2 separate regions of the Columba livia genome follow, and region 2 is linked to region 1. Evidence: chromatin contacts called from public Hi-C data. All regions are on one chromosome and are shown on one strand. The core of a region is the stretch at or near the end of the contact, and the rest is flanking DNA. Distances in the headings are between cores, read along the strand shown. Region 1 has its middle 18 kb from the start of EGFL7. Region 2 holds the start of PIERCE1 (piercer of microtubule wall 1).

Region 1 (2,800 bases), core at 241-2,740:
TCCTCTCTCCTGCGAATACCAACCGTGAGCGTGACGGGACAAGTCCAGAAGAAGACCCGCTGCTCTACAGATGCCCAAAGCAAGGGGCTCAGCCCCATCCCACCACCCACCCTGCTCAGAGCCACCAGCCATGGCCACCAAATCTCTCCTGTCCCCAGCCTCGGTGGCCCGAAGCCTTCCCACCCCACACTGCTCCTTCACCACATTCAGGACCATCATTATATCTTCAGCTCCTCTGTAACACTCTCTTTCTGCCTCCACTTCTGAAACACTCAACAAAGGCACCGGCTGTCTCGCTGGCTGCAGGAGGGGGCACGGACTGGCCCATCTCTTGTCCCCCCTCCATTTTCTTCCCACTGGCTGCTGAGAAAAGGGATTCAGCCGTGCCCACCGCATGTGAAAAGCCCCCGCCTGCCTGGTGTTTTATGAAGGAAGAAATCTCCTTGGGAGAGCAGCCAAACGTTCCCAGCCTCCCGCTGGGTGTTTCAGACGGGAGCGCTGGGGGATGCGGGGGGATGGCGGTCCTGTGGGGCCGGGGGGAGAGCGGGGGACAGGGCTGCTGGGCTCTGCGAAAGCCACGGTCACATTGCATTGGAGGACGAGAAAAGGAGGTGGCAGCCTTGCTCGGGTGGCCAGAGCCTGCTCAGCCTCTGCTGTCTTGAGGGAGGGAGTTTCATGGTCGGGCTGGGGATGCTGAGCTTCGTGTCCATCCCTCGGTACAGGCTGTGGGACGATGGGGTCTGGCTGTGTGTGCTGTGACCCAAGCACTGGCTGTGTCACCGCAGGCTGGGCAGCACCCCGTGTCCCCACCATGAGACAGGCTACGCAGCACACCGTGCTGGGGACAGCCCTGAGGATGCTGGCTCTGCCGGTCCCTCTCCAACTGGATTTTCTCCTTTATTATCCCCACACCTTTCCCCTCCTTTCCTTTTCTCCTCACCTTTTCCCCGCACTTTCCCTCCTTTTCCTCTTTTCTTCTCCCCACACACCACCTCCAGCACCTCTCCCAGACCACACAGCCCCACACTTTAGAGACCCTTCAGACCCAGCAGCTATTTCAAAGGCAGCCAAGAGGCCCCCAGGCTCCAACCCACCAAATCAAACTCGAATTTGCAGCTTATATGCAAACATAATGTATCTGGACGTTGGGGCTCTGCTGGCACACTGAGCAAATAAACAGAAACACATGGCTGAGCCTGGAAGAGCAATAACCTCAGCTGCAGCTGAGAGATGGGCTTGGTGGGAGGCTCTTAACGAGCAGCACCCAAAGTGAATTAATTACACCTGACTCCAATGGGCATCTCTGGGCTGTGAGGTCCTGTGGCCATGCTGGCAGCAGGGCTGTGCTTGAGGGTTCAGGGGGGAGAAATGGGGGGAAAATAGATGTTTCTACTCTGCATCTGAACTAAAAACTACAAGAACAAAGCCAGACAGGCTCAGCCCCAAAGAGAGAGCCATGTTTCCTTTTCTAGTTCATTCTGCAAATGTTGTTTTCCATGTGAAATTAAAACCTTCCTTCCTTTCTTTCATGAGGGCCATTTAATATACTTCGAAGCCTTTTTCTTTTTAGGCTGGGATCAATTTATCAGTGAAAATGCTGCTTCCCAAAAGCACGTTTCATACCTGAAAATGATGAAACAAAACACTTAGCGGCTCCAGAATTAAACCTTTCATTGGCAAGCCCTAGTGCAAAGTGTTTCAATGTTTTTATTGCACGAATCCTCCTTCCCCTGTGAAGATGCTGCCTCAATTTGAGACACGTAAGCAGCTTTAATAATTTTCAAACTTTGAATTTCGTAGTTGTAAACCCAAAGAAACCTCTGTTCTTAAACCATTCCACTAGCGCAGCTCTCCCACTCCACCTTCCTGTCGCCTGGAGATGCTGCTCCTCCTCGCTTCATATATTTTCTCCTCTGAGGTTTCCTGAAACGTGCTTCTGAAGTTTAAAATAATATAAAAAAAACCCCATCTGGACCCCCAGCACCCTCCCCACTGCCTTTTGCAGCCCAGATGTTTCAATGTGCGACCCCGAGGTGGGGACAGGGGCTGAGCAGCCACGTCCTTGCCAGCACCGTCCGGAGAGGCAATGGGAAACACTGATTTTTTCTGCACAAAATCACACCCCATTTCCAAATTCTTTTGTCCCTCTGGGTGAAGGAGGAAAAACCAACTCCCAGCAGCTTTCCCCTTTCGCCATCCCCCGTGTTCCCTCACTTCAGGGTTTTCCTGCAGGAAAGCCTCAGTTTCCCCTTGTGGAATGGCATCGAGATCTGAGATGGGTGCTCTTCTGTAGGGAAATCTTTGATGCAAACAGGGTAATAAATGTGCGAGCAGCCACGGTGAGGTGTGCTTTTCCTTCCTAAGCGTGCTGGGAGAGCAGCGCAAGCACAAGCAGCACAGACAGGCAACTCTCCTCCGCCCCAGGAAAGGCACGTGTCTCTTATTTTCACAACTCTTGGTCTTGCTTCCTCCTCCTCCTCCTCATCACATCATGGGGCTATATTTAGTCCCAGACGCTGCAAACCCTTTTGTACAACTCCCGCAGAGCCTCTGGCAGGATCGGGGCAGGGATTACTTATGGTAATTCTTTGGGCTGGGAACACCCCAGCCCGTATTAATAACAAATAATGAGGGCAGTTCCTGGAGCACAAGATAATTATCCCTGCCACGCTGGGGGCTTCATTAAAGGTCTGGCTCCACGTGAACAAGCAGGTTTTAGCCGGCACCGCCGATGAGAATGATCCAAGGAAAACCTCCCATGGCCACCGGAGGAGGGCAGAAGGAGGCAGAGGGATCGGGC
Region 2 (2,700 bases), core at 187-2,686, 69 kb after region 1:
CCAAAGCAGGTGCTGCGGGTGCTGGGCCAGTCCTGCAGCACGGCCTGTCCCCAGGGCCCTAACTGCCCTCTGCTTTGCTCCGCAGCTCATCAAAGACCTCGTTCTGCTTCCTCTGGTCCTTGGCGCGGATGATGGTCATCCTGAAGAGCTTGCAGTAGAGCTCCATGGCACTGGGGCTGTCGTCGTTCCCAGGGATGGGGTAGGTGATCAAGCAGGGGTTGCAGTTCGTGTCCACCACCCCCACCGTGGGGATGTTCATCTTGGCAGCATCCCGGATGGCCACGTGGGGCTCGAAGACGTTGTTGAGGCTGCTGAGGAAGATGATGAGGTCAGGCAGGCGGACGCCGGAGCCGAACTGGATGTGTGCATTGGTGAGCAGGCCGCCCTGCCAGTAGCGGGTGTGGGCGTACTCCCCGCACTCCCGCGCTGTGGTCTCGACCAGGTGGCAGAACTGGCGCTTGCGGCTGATGAAGAGGATGATGCCCTTGCGGTAGGCGACGTGGGCGGTGAAGTTGAGGGCCAGCTGGAGATGCTGCATTGTTTGATCCAGGTCGATGATGTCCTGATCCAGGCGGCAGCCAAAGATGTAGGGCTCCATGAACCTGTGGGGACAGCGGGAGGGCGACACAAGGGGACGCAGGGACGTGGTGCTAAAGGCACTTGTGCAGGGTAATAACTGTGCCCAGGGGGAAATGTGGGTCTGTGTGGGCAATTCCAGCCCCAGACCAATTTAGTGCAGCCCCCAGGAACTTACACGGTTCTGGGGAAACACTCCTGATGTCAACAAGCACTGGGTCACAAAATGGTATCACTCACCTATGCCGACATCCCTTTTTGTGCCCCAGGTGCACGCGAGCATCAAAGAGATCTTTCAGGGAGAAGAGCTCCTTCACGTTGAAGAAGTCGGGGTGGCTGAGAGGCTCGGTCAGCAGCTTGTCATCCACAGCTGAGAGCAGGGCAAAAAACAAATCAATCCATAAATTGCTGCTCCCCCTTGTTGTGTCTGCAGGGGATGAGATGTGACTGGAGAAAGGGTCACTTGAGTACAAGGGCATGGTGACAGCAGCAAGGACATTGCTCAGCGCCTGGCCCCGGGTGCCGGGGTGCAGGTCTCCGGTTCGGGGGTCCCCCCGTTTCCCGGGGCAGGAGCACTCACCGCGGGGCCGGGCCGCTGCCGCCGGGGCCGGGACGGTGCTGTAGAGCCGCGGGGCTGCTGCGGGGAGAGAAACACGGGGGTCACACGGACCGGGCCTGGCGGGCTGGGCTGTGCGGGGCACGACCCGCTCACCTGCCCGCAGGAGCCGCCGCACCGCCATGCTCCGTGCCCGGCGGCCGCAGGGCTGGAGGAACAGAAGGAGGAGGAGGAGGAGAGACAGAAGGAGGAGGAAGGTCAAGGCGGCACTTTCCGCTTCCTGCCGGTCCGGGGCCGGCCCGTCCGCCCTCCCCCGGGGCGGGGCAGCTGCGCGGAGCGATCGCCGCCCGCTCGCCGCGTCCCGTCACCCGGCAACGCGCGGCGCTTGGCCCGTTCCCGTTCCCATGTCGGGCCCGGCGGCCGCGGGAGGCCCCGGCCCCCGCACCAGCGACTGGTACCGCACCAGCCCCGGCCTGCCCGGCCGCTTCCAGCAGCCCGGCTGCTTCCGCGGCTACGGGTGAGCGCGGCCCCCGGTCCCGGCCGAGCGCGGCCCCGCCGAGCGCCCCCGGCAGCCCCGCTCCCTCCGGTGCTCTCTCCCCGCAGGCAGCCGGAGCCGCACCCCCGGTACCGGACCACCAGCCAGGCCTACGGCAGCAAAGCCCCCACGGTGCACGACGTGCCGGTAGGTTGGGGGGTGCGGGTTGATGGAAGCGCCCCCGGAGGCTTCGGGGATGTGGCTTCTGCAACATCCACAGAATCGCGGAATGGTTGGGGTTGGAAGGGACTCCTGGAGATGATCGAGTCTAACCCCATCCCCAGGCGATGAGCTCCCCAAAGCAGATGAAGTGCCCCCGTCATTGCATCCAAACTTCTGCTACTGGTGCTGGCCTTTAAACCACCTTCCTCCCCTTTTCTCGCTCTCACAGACCTCGTTCCACGGCACCTCGCACGTGTTTTCCAAGTCTCTGTCGCAGTTTGGCATGTACAAAGATAACGGGCTCAACACCGCCCTGGAGAAGAGCCACGTCACCGGCCCGGGCAACTTCATCACCGCCCACGACTGCGACTTCCACCCCAGCTACAACCCCAGCGGCCCGTCGCACTGTTAGATCCGCACCGCGCGGAGCCGCTTCGGTTTACTGCTGGCTGCCTGGGTCAAAAAAATAACAGAACACAAATAAAACACCACCAAGCAAACAGTATCAGTGACCTTACCCTAAATCTGGTGCTGAGCCTCATCTAAAAGCAGGACGTATCATTAGAAGTTAAGATTTTAAATGGTTTCTGTACTATTAAATGAATAACCAAACTGCATGTTTTCCAGAGGTGTTCATCAAGCCTTTGGATTTCTTACAGAAAACATGTTTGTCTTTCTTACCTCTCAAAACGACAATGTTTTAAGAAATTACTCAAATAAAGACAACTGATAAGAGCGTTTTCTGAAGTTTTATTGTAACAACTGTAGTTACACAGCCAGTGAATCTGCATCACTTAGTGTCTGCGCTAAAGGGAAAACCTCAGCACGTTTTGCTTAAAAACTGGTCTATTTATGGATGAGGAATGGTCCT

What was found. A called contact is a pair of places that touch in the nucleus more often than the background predicts.
Region 2: a Hi-C map of liver shows a contact between it and region 1, with 3 times the contacts expected there. The contact joins the promoter of PIERCE1 here to the enhancer-like site in region 1. A contact is called at or near these places in 2 of 2 Hi-C or Micro-C datasets (crop and liver).

The regions. Positions count from the first base shown.
Region 1 is chr19:2,832,746-2,835,545 of bColLiv1.pat.W.v2, forward strand. No RefSeq gene overlaps it. Among named protein-coding and RNA genes, the nearest start is that of EGFL7, 18 kb to the right of the region's middle. Within about 2 kb of position 1,491, at least 1 of the 3 cell types and tissues checked has an H3K27ac peak away from gene starts, as active enhancers do.
Region 2 is chr19:2,901,852-2,904,551 of bColLiv1.pat.W.v2, forward strand. It overlaps PIERCE1 (piercer of microtubule wall 1), which reads left to right and starts at 1,437. Exons shown (of 3, transcript XM_065035649.1): 1 at 1,437-1,649; 2 at 1,736-1,814; 3 at 2,059-2,564. The coding sequence starts at 1,537. The coding sequence ends at 2,241. It overlaps MRPS2 (mitochondrial ribosomal protein S2), which reads right to left and starts at 1,463. Exons shown (of 4, transcript XM_065035647.1): 1 at 1,289-1,463; 2 at 1,157-1,213; 3 at 817-946; 4 at 1-602. The coding sequence starts at 1,316. The coding sequence ends at 59.